Linked DNA regions of Mus musculus: region 2 is linked to region 1. A link is a contact called in public HiChIP or PLAC-seq data. All regions are on one chromosome and are shown on one strand. Each heading gives the region's core, a stretch centred on a gene start, on an enhancer-like site or on the middle of the called end of the contact. The rest is flanking DNA. Distances are from core to core; before and after follow the strand shown. Region 1 holds the start of Zfp938 (zinc finger protein 938). Region 2 holds the start of Hcfc2 (host cell factor C2).

Region 1 (3,616 bases), core at 547-3,046:
CTTCTAAACTACTTTGTGGGCATATACTAATGGCTTGACTAAATATATCTCTTTTGATCCTTTACAAACTAAGTACACAGGTTGATCAAGAGCTAATGCTATTAAAATGTTTCTATTAAAACAACAGTTAGAGTCCCTTACAGAAATGATCCTACAAAATTGAAAAGGCTTCAACTTACTTCTTCTGACAGAAAAGAAATTATGTCTGGCTTTGGGGAAAAACCCCTATTGTTTCTATGCTATTTAACCAGAACTAATTTAAGAATTACTGCCATGGTTAGGGATAAAATTGATACTTGTCTCCATTTTCTTGGTCCTCTGGCTAACTACTCTGCTTTTGGCACTGACTGAGCCTTTAATTTTCATTCTGATTGGATTAACAGTGGGGTCCTACATCTTAAACTAAAATAGGATGAAATCATGATTTGACACATTCACTAAGACCAGTGGGGAATGTAACAAGGGCCCTGACTCTATGATGACAGTACCATTCAAGCTGTAACTTCAACACAGAGACAGTACCATCTGCCAACAAAAAAACACAAAGGCCTAGTCCATCAAAGTCCAAAGTTATGGGATAGTCTCTACATGTACTACCTTACTCATGTTGTCAACATGGTTTTTTGTGCTTAAAAGCTCCTCATGAAAAAGGCTCAGGGGTATACTGGGATGGACTTGCCTTAGCAGGGAGCTGAGCTAAACCTTGACTAGAAAGTAATTATGTGGTTTCCTGCCATCTTGGCTCTTATATCACTATCATATGGATTTTAAGCTATGGATCCATAGACCCAATGAAAAGTCTAACAATTTAAGCTATCAACAACAGAAAGCAGATGAGAAACAGTATTCAGTACTCATGAATGAAAATTGGTTAACAAAAGATTGAATATATACAGTACACACAGTGACATTCTCTGACTTCAATTGTCAAATACAACTGCAATAAGGGCTATATTGTAGCTAAGCAGTGGTGGCCCACACCTTTAATCCCAGCCCTTGGGAAGGAGAGGCACATTTGTACTTCTGTGAGTTCCAGGCCAGCCTAGTCTACACAGAGAAATCCTGCTTCAAAACAAAACAAAACAAAACACAAACAAAACCCCCATACACAAGCAACCAACCAAACCAAGCAAACAATCTAATAAAAAACAACTTCCTGGGGAAGAATAGAAAGATCGACAAAATATGAGAAGGAAAAAACCCACACCATTAAAATTGTGTCAATTTTGACAACTTAGGCAGGGGAACACAGTGAGTCTGGCCTTACTAACACACGTGACTGGACCACCGTGGCATCCACATGCGAATGTGTTAATGACACAGACCTTACACTGCGCACAGTTAACTGCGATGGATGCTACACCCGAATGTCACGTGCCTGGTGCAGAACTTTAGAGGGCACAGAGAAACTAGAGCTCTGCCTGTCAGAAAATCTGCCTTTCCTGGAGACGGTAAAAGCAAGTGAGGCGCTCACTGCATGGTGACGTCAGCATCAGGGATGTTTTCCCACAAGGGCTCCGAGCTCCCCATAGTCGGAGCAGGGGGTGGAACTCAAGGAGGTCATTCAGGGAGGTGCAGGGAACTCAAGTGAACAAACAGAGAAACACCTGACGCTGATTCCCCGCAGCCCCTGGACAAACACCACAGGGGCCCCGCGGATCCGCCCCGCATTTGGACAGCGATCCAGCTCACCATGGCGCAGGCTGCAAACTCGCACAACTCTCCTCCCAGCTCCCGGCAACAGATCACATCAAAGCACACGGAATCACAGCCGACTTCCACAGAGCCTCAGCCAAGACTGCAGTATGGCGGACCGGAAGTGCTCTCCCCATTCTAACTGCTCGGTCCATCTGGAGTCCCTGATTGGCTAGTGAGGCTTGAGTGACAGGAACAGCTCCCACAGTGACAGATTGCACTGATGTTTCCAGCCCTGGCTTCCACCTCAGGCACAGAACTGCCCCAGACCTGAGGAGTTTGGCACTGCAGTAGAACTTGAGCCTGAACTGCAAAGTTGTCCCCACATTTTTCCTACACTCAGTAGACACTCTTCCTTCGAGTAGGCACAGGAGAGGGTCTCTAGCTTGCAATGACCATTAAACAATGTACAGGGGGTGAACCCACTGCTTCACAGCTATATGGGCGCCCAGCCCGTCCAAGTCGAACTTAAACTACCTAATTGATACGCACCATTCAGGCATTAGCAATTACAGTAATGTTGCTCACATTTCTCTCCACTGCACATTAGTAGCCAAAAGATTAACTTTCCCAGCCTTTTGTGGTGACACTGGCCTATCATGTCAGCATTTGGGAGGTGAAAGCTGGATATAAAAACATTTACGTCTGGTCTACAGAGTGAGTTTCAGAACAGTCAGGAAAAACCAAAACAAGCAAACAAATAAAATGCAAGAAACTTGATTTATGGCACCAAATGCAAACAATTAGGCTTCCCAAACAGGAGGTGACCAGGGTCAGATGATAGATATAGACAGTTTGAGATTAGCATGTCTTGCATAACACAATGGCTCATGTTAACCGAGTTTGTTAAGATGTACTGCTCAGGCAGATTATTTGTACATTATCTCCAAGGCATTTCTTTTACATTAAGCAACTAACTCTACTCTGAGTTGGCAAAGAAAAGAAAATCAAGGAAGACAGAAAGCAAAGACATTTGTGATGAAAGGAGTAAGAATCATGAAAAGAGGACCTGTCCAGTAACACCCTTTGCAGGATGTGTCAAGGTCTGTCTTTCTGTACAGACTTTGCCTCAGGCCTGCTCAGGCTGTGCTTACACAGAATCCAGACTGGAGACTGGAATTATTTACTGTGTGCTCTTCTTACCTATAAGGATCTGGGACCTAGAAGGCTGGTCATCACACATCTGGGCAGTGACTCCCATTGGGACTAAGGTGCTAGATGTCATGTATGTGTCCACAACATTGCTGTTCTGTACCTATGACACTTGCTTATGCTACTGGGATGACCACACAGGTTCTGGGTAAATGACAACCACACATGAAAAACCCCCTACTCTGGTGTGTGTGTGTGTGTGTGTGTGTGTGTGTGTGTGTGTGCATGGTACAGGCCACAAGGCCCTTGCCTGCATGCCTTCCATCTGACAGACCTTACTCTTGGTGGTGGATTTCACCACCAAGCATCATTATCATGCTGTCTTACAACCTCCGTATTCTGGACTTTTAAAATTCAGTGCAGGCCACCACTTCCTGAGGGTTATTCAGGTAAGCCACTCAGGGACATATCTTGCCTAGCAGGTGAAGTTTACATTGCTCCTCTCTCCATCACTGCTGTGCATCTAGATCTGTTCCTTTGACATCTCGGAACAGAAAGCGGTAGAAGGAAGTGTTTTTTAAGACATCATTGTACATATATGGCTGCTTTCCTACGTTTATACCTGTCCTCAACATCTGTGAAGTGTCCTTCGAGATTAGAAGAGGCTTGTTGGATTCCCTGGAAGTATAAGCATTTGATAGCCACCATGTATGTTCTGGGAATTGAATCTTAATCCTTTGGGAAAAAAACAACTAGTGCTTTTGACTGCTGTCCAGTCCAGGTAGAAGTAAGACTTCAAACCAGCCTACAATGAAACCTTTTCTCCTAA
Region 2 (3,616 bases), core at 531-3,030, 460 kb after region 1:
CATGGCAACAACTCCAAAGAACAATAGACTATGCTCTCTGCATCTCCTCCCCCACTCATTCTTTGGCTCTCTCTAGCCTCTCCTCCTCCACTTAAAGTGTTTAACTCTAGGCCAATAGCAACCTCCTAATTTGCAAATCCAACACTTCCTCCTCCTACATGAACTCTGTGTGGCTTCTAAAGGAAATGGAACACTAATAGCTAAGAGGTCAAAAGGGAACTTGGCGAGGACTGATATTTAGAAGAAGCCACAGGCAAAGGGAGGTTCATAAAGGTGGAAGTGGTTTTCAAAGCCAAACCCATAGAACAAGTCCCCAGTTCCCTTTTGCCTTCTGTTATAACCTTTTAAATGCTGGTTTCTTAGGGGTACAGCTCACCCTCCTTCTCTACCCTGTCCAACCTTTCCTTCACGTGTTACCTACATTGGTGTTCTGTTCAGACTTTCTCTCCAACTGTGAGACAATTCTAATGTGTTTATTCTTTTTTAAGATTTTCTTTGATGAGTACAGGTGCGTTGCCAGCAGGTATGTCTATGAACTACAGACCCACCTGGTACCTGTGGTGGCCAGAAGAGGGTGTAGATCCCCCAGAACAGAGGGTTCCAGACCATTGTAAGCAGCTATGTAGGTGCTGGAAATCAAACCCAGTTTTGTTTTTGTTTTTGTTTTTGTTTTTGTTTTTTTGATACAGGGTCTCTCCATTTAGCCCTGGCTGTTTATTCACCATGTAGGCCAGGCTGGCCTCAAACTCTTACTCCTGAGTGCCATTCAACTCTTTCAAGGCACAAGGCTTGTGGCACTTTGATATAGCAGGCCTACAAAATAGACTCTTTCCAAATTAACACTGAGTTTGCAACTTTTAAGGGTTTCCCCCTTAGTCTTTTTGTCTAAGAATATTAACAACACTATAAAAAGAAGCCTCCGCATGAAAATAATGACCTGCTGTGATGGTCGATATTGCTGATTTGATACTATCTAAACTTACTTAGGAGACAAGCCCGTGGGCAGGCCTATGAGGTTATCTAGATCAGATTAATTAAGGTGGGAATAGATGTAAGGTTGAAATAAATTAAGGTAGAAATAAACTGGGATGCCATCCTGGACTAAATAATAAGGCAGCCCGGTTCCAGCATCCGTGGCTCTCTGCAGATGAAATTCCACCAGCCACTTCCAGCCAAGCCTCTTCATTATGATGGGCTTCTCAGTGAGGGGAAACAAACCCTTCTGTCCTTCAAAGGTTTTTGTCAGGGGATTTTTTCACAGCAACAAGACAACTAATACACCTAAATGAACCGAAAATCACCTTTGGGGTTATCTTTTGCTGTGTAGGCTTGTCACCTCCAAATCTGAGCCGTGCTCAGGCCCTGCACTTAGCCACCGTGTCCACTGTCCTTGTCCTGCAGTCTGGGAGACCCTCCTTTGAGATGACAGATTTGCCTTAGGCGCTCCCTGTGCTCTCATCACTTGGGACCTACACGGCAGGCAGCTCTTCTCCAGTGCCTGTGATAACAGTTTCCAGGGCGTGACGCTCCTACACAGAAGATGCTCCAAGTGGACCTAAAGGACAAAGCTGTAACCTCCTCCCCGAACACCCCACTGAAAGCCACAGAGAGGAGGGTTGGCAGGGTTGGCGGGAGGGGCTCCATCTTGGCGGAGCCCCGAGGGCCACGTCGCCACGGGCTGGGGGGGCGGGGCCCGCGGGTCACGTGCCGGGCCTCCCGCGCACAGCTGGAGGCGGCGCTCGTCCTCCCCACGAGCCGTGGAGCCCGTGGCGCGCGGGGCATTGTGGGCCGAGGGGCGGGGGTTGGGAAGATGGCGGCTCCCAGCCTCCTCAACTGGAGGCGGGTTTCCTCCTTTACCGGACCGGTGCCTCGCGCCCGGCACGGACACCGAGCCGTGGCCATCCGGGAGCTGATGATCATCTTCGGCGGGGGCAACGAGGGCATCGCGGACGAGCTGCACGTCTACAATACCGGTAGGCGGCGGCTCGGCGACCCCGCCTCGGGACCGCGGAGGGGGAGGGGAGGAGCGGCGGACGCGGGCCTGACAGCTGTCACCGCCGGGTCGCCGCTACCCCAGCCGGGCAGGCGGCGGGGGAAGATCGGCTGGGTCGGCAGCCCGAGCTCGCAACGTGTTGGAAGGCGGCTCGGTGCTCGCGGTTCCGCGGGCTGGACGTGACTCCACCGGTAGACATCGAGACACCCCGGCCCATCCCTCCCCGTGGACCCGAGACGGCGGGTTCCACGGCTGGGCCTCCACCCTAGGGCCGGTCACTTAAGGGGTGGAGATCCCGCCAGTGTCAAGAACAAAACCCACCCCAAGGCGGGCCTCGGTGGTCTTTGCCTTCCCCCAGCCCCCTTCTTAGAACCTAGAGAGTTGAGGGGCGGGGAGGTTCTCCTGGCTGCCTCTTCAGCGTAGGTACAGTTAGTACCGGGCGGAAGCCCGCAAGACAGTTCTCTAAACTCGCGGCGGAGAGAGTTGTGGGTGAACGCGGACTGGTCTCTGATTAGCCGATGTCTGTAGTGTATGTGCTCTGCCCTTCCGGGCTGGTCCTCGCCAAGGGGCTGTCATAGCTAAGGCACCGCTGCACAGCTCGAAGTGTCACTTGTTAAGGGGGCAGGTCTTGACCTCCGTGCTGGTTGAAAGTATATTTTCTCCACTTACAAGTAGTCTAGCAATCATAGGAAACTAGTTAAGGCTAGATACTGAATTTGGTGTCGTTTTAGTTCACAACCTACAACTTTGATGAAACAACTTGATCACAGTAGTCCTCTAAAAGCTAAAAACGGTAGGAGAAATTTTGTTAGTTTTGACTCTCCTCAGTACTCCAACAGAAAAAGTTTTGAAGATGTTTGATTTGGTATAGTGTAAATACCCTGGGCTTAGAAGAAATTGGGTCTGTTTTGAATCTTGCTTTGGCAATTGTTCTAAATCAGCATTAAAGTTACCACGTCTTTCTAAATCACAGGTTTTCCACTTCTTTAATGGGGGGTGACACCAGGATTTTTTTTTAAGAGTACAATGATGCAGAACAGGTTTTCTTTTCCTTTTTCAATACAGGTTTCTCTGTGTAGCCCTGGCTGTCCTAAGACTAGCTCTGTAGTCCAGACGGGCCTCGAACTCACAGAGATCAATGAGCCCCTCGGCCTCCCAAGTGCTTTACTCGGACTAAAGGCATGTGCCACCAGTGCCTGCCCCAGATCTGGGTTTTCAACAGCAGCATTATTACATTTTGGGACTGGTGATTTTTGGCTGTGGCTACTACCTTGTATGTTGTAAGATGCGTGCTGGCATCCTCAGGCTCGAGCCATGGGTTGGTAGTTACACCTCCATCCCAGTTGTGACAACTATATATGATTTTAGACATTGTAAAATCAGTATTCTTGGGGGAGCAAAATAGTCCCCAATTGAGAACTGTTGGAATAAAGGATGGATATGCATGCATGAATGTATGTATGTATGTATTATTATGTAAGTATATATACACATATTCTTTGATTATATGTATAGATCCTTTGACTAATATATTTATCACTCATGGAGTGTGGTAACTTGTTATAATTTATTTTATTTTATTTTTCAACTAGTTACAAACCAGTGGTTCCTACCAGCTGTTAG

Evidence for each region. HiChIP or PLAC-seq counts read pairs in DNA pulled down with a chosen protein or histone mark.
Region 2: an HNF4G HiChIP or PLAC-seq map of pancreatic cancer cells shows a contact between it and region 1. The contact joins the promoter of Hcfc2 here to the promoter of Zfp938 in region 1. A contact is called at or near these places in 2 of 39 promoter capture datasets (embryonic stem cells and stem cell-derived epiblast-like cells), 2 of 115 datasets of contacts at active chromatin or transcription factors (embryonic stem cells and pancreatic cancer cells) and 1 of 9 other capture datasets (embryonic stem cells).

What each region holds. Positions count from the first base shown.
Region 1 is chr10:82,239,479-82,243,094 of GRCm38.p6, forward strand. It overlaps Zfp938 (zinc finger protein 938), which reads right to left and starts at 1,797. Exons shown (of 4, transcript NM_001105557.2): 1 at 1,693-1,797. The coding sequence starts at 1,695.
Region 2 is chr10:82,697,334-82,700,949 of GRCm38.p6, forward strand. Hcfc2 (host cell factor C2) reads left to right here and starts at 1,781. Exons shown (of 14, transcript NM_001368720.1): 1 at 1,781-1,973; 2 at 3,586-3,616. The coding sequence starts at 1,811.